Regions from separate parts of the Mus musculus genome. Here all the other regions are linked to region 1. A link is a contact called in public promoter capture Hi-C data. All regions are on one chromosome and are shown on one strand. The core of a region is the stretch at or near the end of the contact, and the rest is flanking DNA. Distances in the headings are between cores, read along the strand shown. Region 1 holds the start of 2900076A07Rik (RIKEN cDNA 2900076A07 gene). Region 2 holds the start of Mrpl46 (mitochondrial ribosomal protein L46). Region 3 holds the start of Det1 (de-etiolated homolog 1 (Arabidopsis)). Region 4 holds the start of Aen (apoptosis enhancing nuclease). Region 5 holds the start of Abhd17c (abhydrolase domain containing 17C). Region 6 holds the start of Mfge8 (milk fat globule-EGF factor 8 protein). Region 7 holds the start of Mesd (mesoderm development LRP chaperone).

The links. Promoter capture Hi-C pulls out the DNA fragments that hold promoters and counts their contacts. Capture Hi-C pulls out chosen DNA fragments and counts their contacts.
Region 2: a promoter capture Hi-C map of liver shows a contact between it and region 1, with 6 times the contacts expected there. The contact joins the promoter of Mrpl46 here to the promoter of 2900076A07Rik in region 1. A contact is called at or near these places in 3 of 39 promoter capture datasets (liver, neutrophils and pre-B cells) and 2 of 9 other capture datasets (adipose tissue and liver).
Region 3: a promoter capture Hi-C map of pre-B cells shows a contact between it and region 1, with 5 times the contacts expected there. The contact joins the promoter of Det1 here to the promoter of 2900076A07Rik in region 1. A contact is called at or near these places in 2 of 39 promoter capture datasets (neutrophils and pre-B cells) and 2 of 9 other capture datasets (adipose tissue and liver).
Region 4: a contact with region 1 is called in a promoter capture Hi-C map of adipose tissue, with 6 times the contacts expected there. The contact joins the promoter of Aen here to the promoter of 2900076A07Rik in region 1. A contact is called at or near these places in 1 of 39 promoter capture datasets (pre-B cells) and 2 of 9 other capture datasets (adipose tissue and liver).
Region 5: a contact with region 1 is called in a promoter capture Hi-C map of liver, with 4 times the contacts expected there. The contact joins the promoter of Abhd17c here to the promoter of 2900076A07Rik in region 1. A contact is called at or near these places in 3 of 39 promoter capture datasets (cranial neural crest, liver and neutrophils).
Region 6: a promoter capture Hi-C map of liver shows a contact between it and region 1, with 2.5 times the contacts expected there. The contact joins the promoter of Mfge8 here to the promoter of 2900076A07Rik in region 1. A contact is called at or near these places in 1 of 39 promoter capture datasets (pre-B cells) and 1 of 9 other capture datasets (liver).
Region 7: a contact with region 1 is called in a promoter capture Hi-C map of pre-B cells, with 4 times the contacts expected there. The contact joins the promoter of Mesd here to the promoter of 2900076A07Rik in region 1. A contact is called at or near these places in 1 of 39 promoter capture datasets (pre-B cells) and 2 of 484 Hi-C or Micro-C datasets (CD8 T cells and uterus).

Annotation. Positions count from the first base shown.
Region 1 is chr7:81,522,287-81,524,815 of GRCm38.p6, forward strand. It overlaps 2900076A07Rik (RIKEN cDNA 2900076A07 gene), which reads left to right and starts at 1,264. Exons shown (of 4, transcript NR_160675.1): 1 at 1,264-1,390.
Region 2 is chr7:78,781,821-78,784,349 of GRCm38.p6, forward strand. Mrpl46 (mitochondrial ribosomal protein L46) reads right to left here and starts at 1,269. Exons shown (of 4, transcript NM_023331.2): 1 at 987-1,269. The coding sequence starts at 1,208. Mrps11 (mitochondrial ribosomal protein S11) reads left to right here and starts at 1,311. Exons shown (of 6, transcript NM_026498.2): 1 at 1,311-1,603; 2 at 1,753-1,860. The coding sequence starts at 1,539.
Region 3 is chr7:78,845,952-78,848,480 of GRCm38.p6, forward strand. Det1 (de-etiolated homolog 1 (Arabidopsis)) reads right to left here and starts at 1,260. Exons shown (of 5, transcript NM_029585.3): 1 at 1,156-1,260.
Region 4 is chr7:78,894,656-78,897,184 of GRCm38.p6, forward strand. Aen (apoptosis enhancing nuclease) reads left to right here and starts at 1,272. Exons shown (of 4, transcript NM_026531.5): 1 at 1,272-1,359. Gm39039 (a long non-coding RNA gene) reads right to left here and starts at 1,127. Exons shown (of 2, transcript XR_882236.1): 1 at 928-1,127.
Region 5 is chr7:84,150,636-84,153,164 of GRCm38.p6, forward strand. It overlaps Abhd17c (abhydrolase domain containing 17C), which reads right to left and starts at 1,258. Exons shown (of 3, transcript NM_133722.2): 1 at 647-1,258. The coding sequence starts at 1,209. LOC117997403 (a long non-coding RNA gene) reads left to right here and starts at 1,505. Exons shown (of 3, transcript NR_169136.1): 1 at 1,505-1,736; 2 at 1,911-2,049.
Region 6 is chr7:79,147,799-79,150,327 of GRCm38.p6, forward strand. Mfge8 (milk fat globule-EGF factor 8 protein) reads right to left here and starts at 1,262. Exons shown (of 9, transcript NM_001045489.1): 1 at 1,097-1,262. The coding sequence starts at 1,169.
Region 7 is chr7:83,891,007-83,893,535 of GRCm38.p6, forward strand. Mesd (mesoderm development LRP chaperone) reads left to right here and starts at 1,260. Exons shown (of 3, transcript NM_023403.4): 1 at 1,260-1,469. The coding sequence starts at 1,284.

The sequences.
Region 1 (2,529 bases), core at 14-2,513:
CTTCCTCCTCCTTCTCCTTTCTGCTTCTCACTGTATAGCTCTGGCTGGCTTGGAACTCTCCACGTAGACCAGTCTGGTGTTGAACCCTGAAGGCTGGTATTAAAGTAGTGTGCTACCATGCCCAGAAAAGTTACATCTTAAATGAGTAAGAGAAATGAAGTAGATTTGGCTCAAGCTGATAAACAAGGTAACATTTTTGCTCCTGATTTTGTATATTAAATCCAAAAGCCTTGTATGTTTGGACTGCATGTAAGGTCCTTTCATTACACCTATGTTTCTTATTTTGTTCTTTTTGCTTCAAATTCTGACCTCAAACTCGCAGCATCCAAATGAACTCTGAACTCATTGTTCTAAACCTGCTTACTTTTAGTTTACTTTAGCATTTGGTTTGCACATTCCTGGAGAACTCTGGCAGCTTACTAGGGTGCTCAGTAATTGCCGCCCCTGAAATCTTAAGTCTTTTCTGCAGCCTCACAATGTGAACTGGAATAAGCTGGGCTTTTTAATCCAACAGGATGGATGTCCTTGTAAAACACAGCAATAAGCAGAAATAAGGAGAACAAAGTTTGACAACAGAGTAGGGCCATGCTGCCTCAAGTCAAAGCACACACAGGATTTTTAGCGATCACCAGAAACTAAGTAAGGCAAAGATATCATATTCAAAATGACAGAGGAAGCCTACCTCTACCAAGGCGCAAATGTCAAATGTCTTTTGTTTTAGTCTCTCAACATTTGAGGTCTATCCTCAGGAAATTTATCCAAAAGTGATTTTACTTATCTTCCTAGACCCATGATCAAGGCTAGGAAGCTCTTGGTCCTTTCCTGGATGAATATGCATGGGCTTGCAACCAGGGGGAGTCAAGAGAGCGACTGAGTAAAGGTTACTGAGGTGCAGTGCACGCTTTGCTCTCTATAAGCAGGGTGGCAAGAATGAAGAACACTGAGAAGCTTAACAGCCAGGGCTGGGTAGCACAAGAACGCAGAGGAGTGTCGCAGGGGCGGGACGGCGTACTTCAGTCCCCAGGATGCCGCCTGCCAGGGGAGCAGAGAATAGCATACTCAAAACAATGCGGCAGCTCTCCACACCCACCCAGGAGCTACAAGCCGGCCCCCGAGTCTCCCACGATCCAGACGCCACGCAGCTAGACGCTAAGCAGCAGAGGACTCGCTCTGAGCATGCGCACTGGGAAGAGCCAAGCCCAGCCGCGCCGCGCGGTGCCTGACGTGGAACTTCCTCCCTACGGCTAAGAAGCCGGAAGTGGACTCATTTTCCACCGGAAGGAGGGAGAAATTATGACCGAGAGCCTGACACCTGATGCTAGCGGCTTTTGTCTCGCCAAGTTGACCCAGTATTTGGCCACCTTGTGCGGCGGGTGACTATGGTGTCCAGGTAAGTGGCTGACGTGGCAGGCGTCCCAGGAATGGGAGAAGAGATGGGTAAGCTGCCCGGCTATCGATCTTCCTTCTCTGTGTTTGTTTTTTCTCCATCTTTTTCAAAGAGGGTTGCTAGCCCACGGAATGGTGGGTAGATATGGAAGGAGAAATACGCGGTCACACAGACTGAAGTTAAATTAAGCACACACACATACGTACGTACATACATGCACACATACAAACACATATTCACATGCACAGAGCTGTTGAATATTGGCTCTGTAAATCCAGGCATTCCGAATCGATGACTCTTGCCTGAGGGAGGAATCACCTGTTGCAGTAATTTTAGCGCCCGTGAGCACATGCACACGCAGTGGGTGATTTTTAAGTTTCTTGAATGTGTCAGCAAAGGCATTTAATGTTAGAAAAGGGCAGCAAGGAGGCGGTGGAAAGTTGCATGGTTTGTTGAGGACAGATTCTAAAATCCCATAGAATTCTTGTACAAAGGAGTTTTTATATTGCTTTCTGATGGTGTGCGTGGATGGGTAGGAGGTTGGAAAATTGAAGGAGTGAAGACAGTAGTGAGGTGCACTTAGATACTAGCCTGATGGCTTAGTAGTTAAGAGCATTTGTGGCACTTCCAGAGGCTCTGAGTTTGGTTCCCAGCACCTATATCAAATCACTTGTACCTCAGGACCCAAGGAGTCCAACACACTATTCTGGCCTCCTTGAGCACCACACACATATGTCATTCACTCACAAAGACACGAACATACATATATATAAAGCTTAGATAAGGTGTGAGTCCACCAAAGGAAAGTCATTCGTCAGCCATCAACATGTTTGACCCTGTAGATCAGTGGGTCACAACCGTGGGTCACAACCCCTTTGGGATCAAATGACCCTTTCACCTAAGGGGTCACCTAAGACCACTGGAAATACAGACATTACATTACAATTCAAAACAGTAGCAAAATTACAGTTATGAAGTAGCAACAAAAATAATTGTATGTTGGGGTCACCACAACATGAGGGTATTAAAGTCACAGCATTGGGAAGGTTGAGAAGTGCTGCTCTCGATGGAGATGAGTTTGCCGTGTCTGCCGTTCCCGGTGTACTGTGTAGCAACAGAAGGCAAACATGGGAATCTTCCTT
Region 2 (2,529 bases), core at 19-2,518, 2.7 Mb before region 1:
ATCAGCATCTATTCAAGGACTTTCCTGCCATGAAGACTTTCCAACATCCTTCTTCCTAGTCTCTCTTTCTCCTCATGCCATTTCTTCCAGATTTCTATCCATCCTTCTTATTTCAACTCAAATACCTCTTTCTCAGAAAGATATTCCTGGATACTTCTCAGGAAAATAAAACCTATGTGGTCCTGTGTAAAACTCTTCTAGTACTCTATGTTTTCCTTAATAGCACTTACCAAAGTCTATAATTAGTCATAAGACTGGTTACTGATTGTATCCCTAATTCCAGTACCTGGAAACTCTCTGCGAAGCAGAGCGATGTGCCTGTCACATCCACAACTGCCTATCACTTTGCACACAGACGCACAGTATTGGCTACGAATACCTTTATGGTGAAAGAAAAAGGACTACCAAAAAAAAAAAAAAAAGTCAAGTGAGTGAATACATTGAGCAAAAAGCACTGACGGGAGTTTCCATTAGTATTCTCCAGACAAAAGCCTTTTGGAGTCTAGGGATACGGAAGACCTTCCATCACTATCTCCTGACCCAACAGCAACAACACTTGGGTTTTTTGTCTTTCACAGAAATTGCTCCCTGAGGTAAAGCAAACTTTACCGCATTATCTTAAGGATGTGCCCACAGTCACCACGACTTTCGTCCTAACATCACAAACACTTCTCTATAGTCTGAGAGCTCCTAAGTTAAAGGGAGTGATTCCTGTTTGCCCCCGGATCCCTACAGTATTGAATGAACAAGAAGGAAGCTATCCACACCGAATGATCAAGAGAAAACAAGCCAACTAAACTCTTTCAACACCTGCTATATCCTAACCCAACTCAGTACGGTAACTTCATCTTGCAGATGTCACTAAAGGTCGAGAAATGAAACGTTTGCTCAAGGTCACACGAAGTACCAGAGTCTCCATGGAAATCAAGACCTCCTTGATACTGTTGCTTCCCTCCGCCGCACCAGGAAGCCCGTGACTGCCTTACCTGCTGTAATAGACCCGCCATCTCTTCCTGCAATGGAGTGAGCGCCTTGGTGATCAGCGGTGGCCGCTGCAGACACAAGGCGCCCGACAAGCGCCATGGAGACCGGCTGCTTGAGGACGCAGCCTCAAGGGACAAGCCACGAGAACTACCTGCCCAGAACCTGTCAAGCTGCCGCCAGCCTCTAGCCAGCCCTAAAAGAGTACGCCCTACGGGCGCCGCCATCTTTCTGTCTTCCCACAAGGTACCGCGGCGCCCGGCAGAGCCCTCAGCCAACCCCAGGTTCCCATGAGGCAACGCGGGCCGGCGAGGGGCGGGTTTACCGAGTGGAATGAACCATTCCCTTTGGGGGAGGTAGGTGAAATTCTAGTGTTAGACCACTAGAAAGGGGAAAGTTCCTACATAAATGGTTTTATAGAGCTTTAAATTTGAAGAAAAAATACTTACAGGACTATTTAAGAGCAATCAGGTGATTTCCTGTCTGTGAGCACCCCCACAGAGGCTCATGGTGCTGGCTCGAGCTAAGCCAAGCGCCGCGGAGGGTCAATTTCAGTCATGCAGGTTTTAAGAAACTCCGGGTCGTGGCTCCTGCGGTCCTGGGCTGGACATGGAATGACCAGGTAAGGATTACTCTTTCGAACCCACTGTCACTCTCGAGCCTGCCCGCCTACCTTCCTTCCAGACCTATGTGCCACTTGAACCCCCCAAAATACCGTTAATCCAGTCCCTCATCGTACTCTCTCTCTCTCTCTCTTTTTTTGCCCCCCAGGTTTGTGGGCATTGCCCCAGCTAAGAATATCCACACCGGAGCCCCGAGATTAGAAGACTCAGCTGCCAGGCAGAACACTGAAAGGGAAGCGGCTCCAAGTCGCTTCAGGTGAGGGTAAGTGGATGCAGCGCTCTGGAAAGTTGCATCCTGTGACTTCTGCCCGACACCGTCCAAAATCATAGAAAAAGTTAATTCCTGGCTGTCATTTGCCATCTGTGGGAGCTTGTGCAAATCAGCACACTATACGTGGAGATAATGCTTAGAGGGGTTGTTGGGAAAATAGAGGGATGAGCAGGGGCATAAGGTAGCTGTTCAATTAGCAACTGTTAGCTAAGTGTCCAATGTATATAAATACCAGCTTTCTTTTCCTTGTGAGATAAGCTTTAGATCCGACTAGCAGCTTTCTCTGCCTCCAACATAAAATGTCTTGAAGAACCACACTAACTGCACATCTAGATTGTGCCTTTCTTAATTTCGTGCCTAGCCCTGGGACCTGGCATCCTGCAGCATCCCACTAGTAGAAATACTTAATATGCAGGCGGTATATATGTTCACTTACCTTCACATCTGTTTAACAGTTACAAAAGCTACTACTACCTGTTGAGTACCAGGATAAATACAGGAAATATAGGTTATGTCTCCCCAGAAGTAGTACACAACTTGCAAAAACAACACACAGGCAAATGTATTAACCATAATCTGATCAAAAGGATAATAGAGGTAAGAACTGGCTGGACATTTAAGAGAGTAAGGCACACTTGAGGAATTCAGGAAAGA
Region 3 (2,529 bases), core at 10-2,509, 2.7 Mb before region 1:
TCAGGGTATTGTTTTGCAATCCTTTTGTTTCAAGCTTATCCTCATACAAGCTACATCCATTGGATAAAGATCTAAAAGGCTTGCAGAGCCGCCAGACCAGAGGGAGTCAGGTCTCTAAACTACCACCTCTGGTTGTTTTTTGGAAGGAACCCTTCCCTGAAAGCCACTCGCTCATTTGCATATTGCCTAGAGCCACTTTAGCCCTAGGAAAAGAGCAGAGTGACTGCAACAGACCACACACTGAACTCTACTATCTGGTCTTTTGTAGACACTAAATTCTTCACCTTTGAGAACTGTCTCCAATATCAGCCTCATCATCCTGTCTTTGAAGGCCTTCCTTCACTTAGTGAGACATAGATTCCAACACACTAGCCACTCAATTGCAACTCTCTGTATTTTACTAATGTGTATATTTATGGTGATCTCTCTGGGTCAAGTATACACTTATCTGTTGTATGCCCACCACAGTGCTTAACACGTAGCAAGCTTCCTTCTTAAACGGTGGGCATACCTCAAGCCATCTTCTTGGCTAACGTGGGTAACCACAGGGGAACTTTCATTTTCCGGAAGACATTCTCTCCGGTCCACGCCATAAATTCTCTCGTTGCAACGTTAGTAGTGTCAAGTTTTGGGGAAGTCTTTCTGACCACCCCACCTAAAGGACTCATCTTTTTCTTGTTTCTTTCTCTAGTCATCTGTCACATTTTTTTTTTTTAATTTACACGGTCGCTTGCATGGTTGTGTTTAATGTTTGAGTCTCCTCGTTGAACTGTACCCTCTCTAATGGAAGTAACCAGGTCTACTTCGGTCACCGCGGTATACTCTTCCAGCCCTGGGGCTGGCACATGGTAGACGCTTTGGTGCGGTGCGGTCTGAAACGAAAGCCTGGCTAAAGCGGGTCACTAATTGTGTGAACGCAAGGTTTATTCCTCGTTGGAGCAAGTGCACATGTCCCCACACTCTTGGCGACTGCTTCCAAAACAAGAAAAGGATGCCAAGAGGCAGACACACATGCCCATGGTCGCCCCCGGAAAGAAAAGCCCAGGGCGGGGCCTCCCCGGGCAAAGCCGGGGGCCGGAGCTCCTGAGACCCGGCGAGCATGCGGGGAGGAGCCCGCCGCGGAGCTCTCGCGGGCCGCAAAGGGCAAGTCCTCACCTGTCGAGTCCTGGCTCATGGGGCCAGGGCAAGGGTCGCCCTAGCCTGCTCCGCGCACACCTCCCCCGGCCCCGCCCCCACCATGCCTCGGGACCCCGGCGTCGGCAGCCACCAGCCCGGGTTTCCGCCCGCTACCGGAAGCGCTGCGCAGCGAGAAGGGAAGATCGGAAGATCGAGACGCCATGCAGCTAAGGAGCGGCGCAGCGCACCCTGGCGTCCGGAGGAGAGATCGAGACCATAGAGGCTGGATAAGCCCCGGACCAAGTGATCCAAGGCACGTTCATAACTACTATGAGTAGGAGTTAAGTTTTCACCTGCTTCTTGCATACTGGTGGAAGATGGATTATACATGCACCATGTCACTGCGTTTTCCATGCTCGTGGTTGCACGTGGGGATACAATAAAAGCTTCTGTACTAAATGAATCCAATACCATTGACTGGCCTTTTCACCTACACGTTACTTCATTTAATTTTCTTTTTTCTTACAAGCTATTTCTTCCCTGTGAGTCGGTGGCTTCTCTCCTTTGTGCTTGCGTGTGTGTGTGTGTGTGTGTGTGTGTGTGTGTGTGTGCGCGCGCGCGCGTTTGTATTTGGGTGTATGGTTTATTTTTGATGCTTTGGCAGGAAACCAAACCCAAAATATCTTCTCTTAAGGCTTCTGGGTAGCCACCGCCACTGTTCACCCACCACTGTCAAATATCTGTTTCTGTTGATGTGTATTGCTTTGTTGTGTCTCTCCTCCCTTTGGTAGATTATAAACTGAGAACAGGGATTTTTGTCTTATTTTCTGTTCCAGCCCCACCTCCCACCCCATAACAAGGTTTGACATCTTATAGAATCTCAGTAAATATTCCATCAGTAATCCATTGTGGTCTATCTCTTCTGGACCCCCATGCCATCTCCATTCTATATCCCCAGCTCTTCTGAGACATAGGATATAGAATTAGAGGCTAGGTTGAGCCTTGCTCTCTCTCCCAACCCTCTCCATACCCAAAGGACTCAGAGAATGAATATCTCTGCAGACCAACACATGAGAAAGGGATATGTGTTGACTTTGACCAGGGAGAGAGGAAAATTAAGGTCTAAAGGGGAAAGGTGACTTGGGGATATAGACTGACTATGAAGAGAATGATAGGTTTCTGGCCCAGTCCTACCATTTCCAGGCTCAGTATTCTTAGGTGCTGGCTTTAGAAACCTCATGCCTTTTTCTGGAAAATGACTATACCTGCCTCTTAAGGTTATCCCAAGTATTAAACCTGTTAGCCCTAAATACTTGAAGTCTTGATAAAATATTACTAAAGCTTTCCAGCCACAACTCTCTTCCTTTCCCATGATGAAACTGAGACCCAAAGGGGACATACATCTCTTGCACA
Region 4 (2,529 bases), core at 22-2,521, 2.6 Mb before region 1:
GTGTGTGCATGGAGGGGCAGGGGCTGAACACACATATGCAGGCTAAAGGACAACTTCAGGGACTTTCTTTCTTTCTTTCTTTCTTTCTTTTTTTTTGGTTTTTCGAGACAGGGTTTTTCTATGTAGCCCTGGCTGTCCTGGAACTCACTCTGTAGACCAGGCTGGCCTCGAATTCAGAATCTGCCTGCCTCTGCCTCCCATGTGCTGGGATTAAAGGCGTGGGCCACCACCGCCTGGCTCAGGGAGTTTCTTGTTGATTGGGGTATCTCGTTTCTGCCTACCCTAGCTGGCCAGAGAGCTCCAGTTAGTTTTTCTGTCTCCATATATCATCTAACTGTAGGAGTTACTGAGGTCACAGATAAATACCACTGCATCTGGCTCGCCTGCCCTCCCTCCGTCTTCTTCTTCCTCTGTCTCTCCCTCTCCCCCTCTCTACCTCTCTCCTCTGCGTAGCTTTGGCTATCTTGGAACTTGCTCTGTACACCAGTCTGTCCTGGAACTCGGAGATCTACCCGCCTCTGCCTCCGGAGTGCTGGGATCAAAGGTGTGTGCAACCACGCCCAGAGCTGCCTAGGCTAAGAAGGTTCAGGGATCAAATTCAGATTGTCAGGATTACAGAGAGAGCAAGCACCTTTTTTACCGCTGAGCAACTCTCCCATTCCTAAAAAAAAAAAATCACAAAGGAATACTTAAGATGAGTGTGGTGGCAAAACGCGTGATCCCAGCACTAGGGTGGCAGAGGCAAGAGGCTCATTCACAGCTAACACAGAAAAAGCGAGGACATTATGTGAACTTGACACTAGAAAAAAAAAAAAAAGAAAATGAGAGGACAGCTTGAGATCCTGTCTCAAAAAACAAAACAAAAAATAAACAAACAAAAAACCCAAATCAAATAAATATTGAAAAAGCAGTGCAGAAGAAGCAAACCTGATTTTTTTTCCCCCAAGTTTAACGAATACTGTATTATTTCACGGACTTCTCACAACCCCAAGCCTGGAGGGGCTGCAGTTCCCCGAGGCAGATCGGGATGTGCTCTTTGAGGCTTTAAGTCTTTGAAGGTTGCGGTTCACTAGGCGTCGGGTCAGAAACCGGACGTTCCATTCGGTTTTATGCTAACCTCCTAAACGCTGCCCTATCCCGGCGCAGGCCACGCCCTCTTCCTTCGGTAGCCCCACCCCTTCCAGTTGGCACACTTACTGAGGAGGAGCAGGATCAACCAATCAGAAGAGTCCTTAGGCGGGCGCTACGCCCCAGAGAACCAATAGACAGGTAGCCGAAGCCGGGCTTGTCCGGGCAAGGAGCTTCCGCACCCGGCAAGGGTTCCACGTGAAACCTGGGAAAGCGCGGCCGGGTTTTCAGGTGAGCTAGGGGACGGCCACAGGGAGTCCCGGGCCGCCCGTTTCTGTCGCCAGCCGCCTGTGGCTCTCGGGACGGGTTGGTTTGCAACTAGGCCGGGGCGCGGCCTCACGTGGTCCTGGCCGGACTCGGGGCCGGTGGGCCTCAGGGGACGGCGCGGACGTTGAGCGTCCTCTGGACGCCTCAGCTGGTGAGCGCGGACTGTCCTCGTACTTTTGTTTTGTTTTGTTTAAAATTGGTCTGGTAAGCTTTTGGGCAGCATCGGGGACCTTTATTGCGCCACCCTTTCTCAAACTGGGATGATTATCGCAATCGTGACTTGAGGGTGGGATCTCGGGTCCTAATCCCCAAACTTTGCCTTCTACCTAGAACGGTTGATGCCATCCGGTTACTTTGTGCTAGAACAGGGTCTCGACAGACAGACAGAGACCTGGGCATGGCAGGCAGGGCATGGCAGGTGGGGCCCTTATGACAGTGACGTTTCTGGCTTTGTAGCTTCTTGGGAGCCTTCTCATCTGGAATCCTCTTGGGTCAGGGACCCTCACTTGAAGGCCACGTGCCTACCATACTGACCAGAGTTAAGATATGGAATATTTGTACGTGGCCTTGTTGAAAGGACTGTGTCCTCTTCTCTCCAACTAAGCTGAGCTCCATTCAGGGCTGCAGGCTGTGGACGTTCTCTTTGTAATTGTTGGTTCTGACATGTTCACAGGGTGAGGGACTATAGGAAATGGCTGCTTTTTATCTCTTAACACAAATACAAAAGTACAGAGACTTTTTCTCAAGGGGACCTGATTTTAGCTTCTTTCAGACCTTGCCGGCAGGGACAGGAAAGTCTATGATCAGCAGGGTTAGCACAGGTCTTCTTAGCCAGATTTTCTCCCTTTGAGGTGTGGTTTGTGGAAATGAGGAGGTTGCTGACAACCTGTTTTTAAAAGAGGGGGTGCTATTTGGAGAGTGAACGAGCAAGCTGAGAGCCATTGAGTCAGCATGGGTCACTGGGCCTCCCCCTGGCTAAGTGGACCTTTACTCACACACATGCTGGCATCAGCAAACACAGGACTGGTCTTTCCTCCTATCTTACTGCTACTTACCCTGTGTCTTGATTAGGGGTTTACTGCTGTGAACAGACACCGTGACCAAGGCAACTGTTACAAGGACAACATTTAATTG
Region 5 (2,529 bases), core at 8-2,507, 2.6 Mb after region 1:
AGTTCAGAGTAAAACTTAAGTTAGTTCCCCCCCCCCCCAACCTGGTCTGTCCTCAGAATATAACAATTTGTGCTTAGCATATAAAAGACCCTGAATAAATACTTTCCAGTTTTATGAACGCTAACTCAAGGTCAAGAGATTTCCTCACGCCTATAACACTCTGCGCTACTGGTGGTGTTTAGGGAAGGTTCTTCAGCTAACTTCCTGATCTCCCAGTGCCACATACTCTGCGGGACCAGGAGGCAAAGTCCTCCCCACACCCGACCCGACCCAGCCTTAAGGGCTGCACAGGCATCGCCCCAGGGACACTTTCTACTTGGAAAGTCTTTTAGAGGTCATCGTCTCTCCCCAGCTGTCAAGGGCTCTGAAAACCCCAAGGTCACTTCTACCAGACCTTCGGGGTCTGCGCGTAGCTCAAGACACAACTCAAGCCCAACCAAGTTGGTTTGGCCGGTACATTGGCATCCCCCACAGCGGCCACGTGCGTTTAACCGGAGCCACAAAGACTCCAGGCCGCGCGGGCCAGTGAAAAGCAGGCAGGACCCTTTAAGTCTGAGCTCTCCATCCCCGAGGGCTGTTGCAATCTCGAGCGAATGCAACAATCCGGGAGCACAAGCCCGCACCCCAACCGTGGCTCGGGGCTCACCGGGTGCGCAGTGCCTGCCACGCGGCGTCGATGTCAGCGTAGAGATTCTTTTCGGAGGGCTTGCCGGAGCTCACACCATAGCCCGAGTAGTCGTAAGAGAAGATGTTGCAGTTGATGCGCGAGCCCAGGCCGATGTAGAAGCTACACATCTGGCCCAAGTCCACGGCGTTGCCGTGCGAGAAGAGCAGCGTGTAGCGGCTGGAGGGCGCGCAGCGCACGAACATGCAGCCCAGCCGGTTGTCGCGGGCCGTGCGCGAGAAGAAGACCTCGACGGCGTCCAGTTCGCGCTGCGAGTACTGCCAGTCGGCGCGCTCGCTCAGGTGCAGGCTGCACGCGCCGGGGCCCGCACCCTCCTCGGCCGGAGCGGGCTGCGCCGCCGGGGCGGGCGCGGGGGTCGCCGCGGGAGCGGGCGCGCGCTGCTCGGGCGCCAGCACCGTGTAGGTGGGTTCGGGCGGCAGGAAGGCCAGCTTGGCGGCGATGCGGCTCGGACAAGGAGGGCAGCAGAAGAGCCAGCACAGCTCGCCGAGCGAGAAGCCGTTCATCCTGGGGCCGGGCTCGGGCATCGGGGCGGCCTGGCGCCCGCCGCGGGCGGGAGGGAAGCGCAGGGAGCGCAGAGGGAGAGCGCCGAGAACTGGAGGCCGGCCGAGAAGGCGGAGAGGCCAGGGGCGGGGCCAGGCGGGCGCGGCGCGGCGAGCGGGGCGGGTCAGCGGCAGCCCCGCAGCCCCGGCGAGGTGCGGACGGCCGGGGCTCGCGCGCGGCACACAAAGCCCGCGGCGGCGGCGGCCATGGCCCGCTCCAGCGCGCCGCCCCGCCCCCGCACGCTACTGCCACTTCCGGGTTACCGCGCCGCGCGCCCCCACAGGCGGGCGGGGCTACCCATCGGAACGGACGCCCCAGTCTGAAGCAGGACTCCCCGGGCTGGGCGGGGCTCCCGCCTCTTGGGCGGGAGTTAGCGCATCTGGGCGGGGCTACTCGTTAGAACAAACTCCCCGGTCCGAAGCGAGGCTCTGGAGTCTGGGGCGGGGCTTAGCGCGATTGGGGCGGGGGTCTGAAGAGATTAGAGCGGTTGGGACAATCCTGGATTGAAAAGGTAGGTGTGCAGATACTTTAGGATTCAGTTCTCCAAAACCAGCTTTCTGTCCTGGTGGAGTTATTGGGAATTTATGTAAAAGATAATTATTGAGAAAGAGAATTGAGTACATTAAAAATGCCTTGCTTTCCTCTAATCAATGCTATTTTTTTCTCTTTTGGTTGTTTGAGACAGTTTAGCCTACACTGGTTTAGAACTCACATGCTTCTAGCCTCTACCACCACTTGCTGAGATTCAAGACTTCTTGAACAGCCACTACCATAAATGCTCTGGTCCATCTCGTACGTGTTCCCGTGTTGCAGGCGGCTGTTGGGTATGTACAGCTACGCAGGTCTTTCTGTAATAACAATTACAGCAGAGCCTGTTGGTTTTACAACAAATGGTGTCAACACGGTCCTCTCTCACCCCCATCCCTTACATCATCCCCTGTGGTGCCAACTGGATACTCCATATCTGTCCTTTTTGATGTTAGTTTCTCTAGAACTGTTTTGGCGCCAGACTTTTTAATCATGAAAGACATGTTACAACGATTTTAATCCACTATTGTCTTGGCTATAGGCTTTAAGTGATTTTCCAAATATAACTCTCAGGGCTTCTGAAACCGTGTGAACCCTGGTGTCCGGTTGGCAGAGCCTCTCCTCTGGACTTTGGCACCAGGCTTTCCTTTCAGGGGTAGGAGGTCATTTTAGGCTACCTGCAATGAATACAACCAGAGCCCCAGTGGGCAGTCACCATTCCAGACCTCATAAATGTCCCAAGAAGGATTACAACATTTTTTAAACAAAAAGAATTT
Region 6 (2,529 bases), core at 12-2,511, 2.4 Mb before region 1:
GACTGAGGCTGGCCACCTGCATATGAGACCAGGAGAGGCCAGCTCCTCTAAAAATCCTATGGGATTTCAGGGTCCTTCTCTGGGAAGTGTCTCCAGGAACATTTGGCCAGGGTGCAGGTTGGGGGGGGGGGGGCAAAGAGGAGGGGTGGAAAGGGTCAGAGGAGACCCAAGCATCTTTCCAGCTGAGTGGACAGACCAGGAGTTTCCAGGTCGTGGAAGCTTGGGGCACCCAATGCCTTCAGCTCCAACCCCGAGGTCAGATCCTGTGCTGGGCGACAGAACACAGCTGTGATCTCTCCTGCCTGTGATCACTCCAGTCCCGCCGCCAGTCCCGTTTCTATGAGAAAGGATTTAGGGGCTGCCCCACGTGGGCACTGCTTTTTCATGATGAACTCTCTCCAGCAGCATCCCGCAAGAAGCCCAGACGTCTACTGGGGACCTCAGAGCAGAGGAGGAGGAGGAGGAGGAGGAGGAGGAGGAGGAGAAGGGTTAGGGGAGATAAAGCAGCTGGCCAAGGTCAGCCGGGGGCAGGAAGCCCTTTTCTAAGTTCCAGACCAGCCCCACCTACAAGCCAGTCTCTCGCACTGACCCCTCTGTCATTCCTTCCCTTATCTGATCAAACACCAACAAGTGGGACACAAAAGTTCATTGGATTCTCTAACCAGGCGGGTTCAGGACAGAGTTTCAGGTAACGTTAGCTTGAGTTGTACCCGCACAAGAGTCCTAGACTCTCCCAAATTGTTTGGATTGGAAAGCAGACACAGTTCGGTGGCCTCACTTTACAGACGCGGTAAAAAAGAAAGAGGCACGACGCAGCGGATTCCTTTGTTATGTGTAAGTCACATCCCTGAGGGGGCCGGGGGGGGGGGGAGGCCAGGCTGTCACCGGGTGTCCAGGGTCACCACTCAGTGCAAAAGCTACTTATCACAGCCCCAAGGCCCCAGGGCAGAGAGCACAGAGGCACGTTCGCCTCTCCTACCCCTGAGCGTCCCCCTCCAGGCTCTGCTCAAGTTTGTCAACAGTAGGAGTAGAGGGAGGGCGTCGCTGAGAACTTCCGAGCGGCGGGCAGAACAGGGGCGAGGCCAGAGGGACTCACCAGACGCGGCGAAGAGGCCAGAGGCGCAGAGTAGCATGCCGCACAGCGCGGCCAGCACACGGGAGACCTGCATGCTGCGGGACGCGGGAAAAGGTCCACGCGCTCTGATGCTGGGACTCGAGAGTTCCTGCGTCCGCTCCTCTCACTCCGGAATAAATCAGGCGCCTCAGCTCCGCCCACTGGCCCAAGGGCTCCGCCCCGTACAGCCCCGGGCGGACTCTGGGCGGAGCTCCGAGACCACAGTGGGAAGAGGGAGGGCTGAAGTGGGGGGTCCAGTGCCTCAGCCTCCCGGCGAGCCACGCCCTGATGCCGCTGCCAGTCCTCAGCCTGAGGCCAGGCCCCGGCTTCCTGAATAGACTGGACAGGGGGAAATTGCTCAGGAGGAATTTTAACAAGTGGCTGGATAATGGAGTGCTTTCCTAAGCATGCTGGAGACCCTAGATTCGATCCCCAACCCAGCAAAGATAAATAAAATAAAATAATCCAGGAGTGGTGGTGGCTCACGCTTGTACTCCCAACTGTTAGGAAGCTGAATCAGGAGGATCAGACAGTTCCAGATCGGATCCCCAGAGTGGGCTCCATCCATATTGAGTTCCAGACTAGTCTGGGCTATAGAATGGGACCCTGTTTCCTAAATGTGTGAGTTTATTGATTATTTGTTGTTTAGTTAATTAAAAATAACTGTTTAGAGTTTAAATGCTAATTCTTATCTGTAATCAGAGAACAGCAAATTCAGGCTACAATGAGTACAGTGTTTCCTCCTTTATCAGATCGGCAAGTGTCAGGCTGTTAACAGCAGAGGCTGTGGGGCAAACAGGCTGAGGCACGCGGACCTTGGACAGAGTATACGCCAGCTCAGCTTCTTTATTTGGTAATGTCTTTCAAAATGTCACATATCAACGCCTTAAGACCTAGCAGTAATGCTTAGAGATGCACAACCATTCCATTAGATAGACATCTGTGCAAAATGACACTACAGGATGACATAACGTCTTTAGAAACCATGAAAAGGCCAAAAAAAAAAAAAAAAAAAAAAGGAATTGGCAAACTTGTGTAAAAGTCCCAAATTAGAAATATTTTAGGATTTTGGCCACTGTGGTGGTTCAAGCCTATAATGCCAGCACACTGGATTATTAAAGGAAGTCCAAGGCTAGCTTGAACAACATGGTGAATCTTCAGCTACCCTAACCACCAGAATGAGATTCTATCACAAAAAGAGAGAGAGAGAGAGAGAGAGAGAGAGAGAGAGAGAAGGAAAGAAGGAAAGAAAGAAAGAAAGAAAGAAAGAAAGAAAGAAAGAAAGAAAGAAAGAAAGAAAGAAAGATAGAAAGATAGATAGATCTGGCTAAAGAAATGGCTCAGTGGGTAAAGCATTTGCTGAGCGAGTGCGGCTACCTCAACTCAATCCCCACAAATCGATCAGGAAGGCAGAC
Region 7 (2,529 bases), core at 10-2,509, 2.4 Mb after region 1:
TGAAAACCCATTCTTGAGATACATTTGTAAATATAGAAATAAATTGTATGCATTATGTGGCACTTTGGGGTCAGTACTTAAGGTATAGTTTTTGAATATTTTCCAACTACACCAAGGTTTCATGTCTTATGATATAATTTGAAATTTTAAAGAAATCAGATCTGCCACTTAAAGCTTAGGAAACTTTAAAGTATCTCTGACCCCAAGTATTTTAATTTTGAAGATCTTAGTGGTCAAAATCTTGTAAAATAGAAAATAAAATTAGGGTGGTTTTGTCCTATAGGTTAAAGCCACAGTGGTAGATGAAAATCAGAAGAGACAGGAACTATTTTAAACAATAAAAATGGTTATCAATTAAATGGGTTTTTTTTTCCAGTTTAATTGACAGTGATATTGAAAGAATGGTGGGTCGAAAATCATCCGTGGAGCAGAATAACAATAGACCCTATAATTACAGTCTTCGAGAAAAGTTGCCCTAGCTGTCCTTAGCTTTTCAGCAGGCGGTTTGTTCTTGCTAGAAATTACTAGGGAGCGTAGTTGAATGTCAACACCCTGAAAAGGGCCTCAGGGTCAAGGTAGTTTGCATATCTTCCAACTCATTCATTTCATAGGCTTCGAGGACTCTGTCACTGAAACCCTGAGGGAACTTTCAGACCCTGGCTAGAGAATGAGAGACAAAAGGGCTGACTTCTAACAAAACCCCCAAATAGTGGAGAAAGCACAGTTGGGCAGGACCCAGCTAGAGTAGATTGTTTGGCCAGGCCAAGGGGCGGAGCTCGCGGGGCGGAGCCTGGCAAGGGGAGGAACCAGGAGGAAGAACCCTTGGTCCCCAGCCAGGTGAGCTCCCAGAGCTATGGGGCGGAGTCTGGTGAGGAGGCGGTACCCTAGGGGCGGAGTCAGGAGACCGTGGCTGAGGGGTGGAGTCAAGTGGTGAAAGGCTCGATGACGGGGAGGAGCCTGAGGTTGGGAGCCCCAAGGGAATGCAGTTGTGGGCGGAGCCAAGGGGGTCGGAGCTACCGGATGAGGTCCGGACAGGAGGAACCAGAACGAGGCGGGGTGCGGTAGGCTACGGACTCCTCGGAGGCGGAGCCATTGGGACTTGAGTCCGCGAGGGTGGGACGGGGTCAAGTACTGGGTTTAGTTCTGCGCAGAACACGCTTAGGGACTGGATTGGAAGGCCGGGGGCGGGGTGGGGGCGAGGCCCCGGCGTCCGGACTCCGCACGCTGTCTGCGCAGGCTCATTGTGCCTTACGCTGGGCAGTCCGTTACGCTAGGCTGCTAACATGGCTGCCTCCAGGTGGCTGCGCGCGGTTCTACTGTTTCTGTGTGCCTCGGACCTTCTGTTGCTCCCTCCTCCTAATGCCTACGCGGCGGACACTCCGGGCGAGGCCACCCCACCTCCACGGAAAAAGAAGGACATCCGCGATTACAACGATGCCGACATGGCGCGACTTCTGGAGCAGTGGGAGGTCTGTGTCGCCTGCACACTTCTGAGCATCTCCCATACAGATCCCTTTTCTCCTAACCCTTACCCTCTCGGACATTTGACCTTCTGACTTTTGTCCCCTGATCCCGCTCGCTGCCCTCTGAGGGTCTTTCTTGAAATGTCTCCCAGTACCCGTTGACTCCCGCGTCTCTCTTCATTCCACCACGGCTCAGGCCTCTCGCCCAGTGTCTTTCGCTATCATGGCTCCTCAGCCACTCCAGTCAGCACTTGGACTCTCACCAGTCAAGCCCTACTTTCCTTGCTATGTCGCAGGGGTCTCTACATTGATCTTGGTGGTTTGTGAGCCGCGAACAGGGAGCGAGCGCTCCTGAAGAGCATTCCCTCCTTCCTCCTCCTGTTCTGGAGTGAATGGGTTCTAAAGGTGGTCTCTCAACTTTTTTTTAGCTTTGATAGAGATCTTTCCAAATATAGAGGGTTTCCGACTTCTTTTGGTGTATATTCCTGCTGGGGCTTTTGTAATTTCTTGGGTGGGTTTATTTTACTGGTAAAGGGAACTAAGGCATATCTCATATGCAACTCAGGTTTTTCATTGATGGGAGTAGTGGACTTGTTTTGTGAGAGGCCGAATTCTGGTCTGTTACTTGATTGCATTTGGGGTATGCAAAAGGTTCTAAGGAGGGATTCCTGATCAAAAGTACACTGCAGCCCTTGATTGTACTGTCGTATTTGATTGGCACAGCTGATGGAAAGGAATCACACACATAGCTATATTCACTGTGTAAGGTTCTCTGCCAGAGAACTTTTCAGAGTTTGTTTCCAATGCTGATTTTTTTTTTAACTTGTGGCTAACTATATTGTTGGAAGGAGGTAAGACTTTTGGGCATACATTTAAAATATCCACCTGTTGGATTTGACTTAAAAAGGGGGGACTCCTGTTGTTGTTCTCTGTACCCAACAGAAGAATTGGAGTAGTGGGGCCATGGTAGTGCAAGGTTGTAATTCCAGCACTTAAGAGACTAGTGGAGGAGGCTAGCCTTAGTTAAACCTGGGCTACATAGTAAATTTCAAACTGGTTTGGGCTC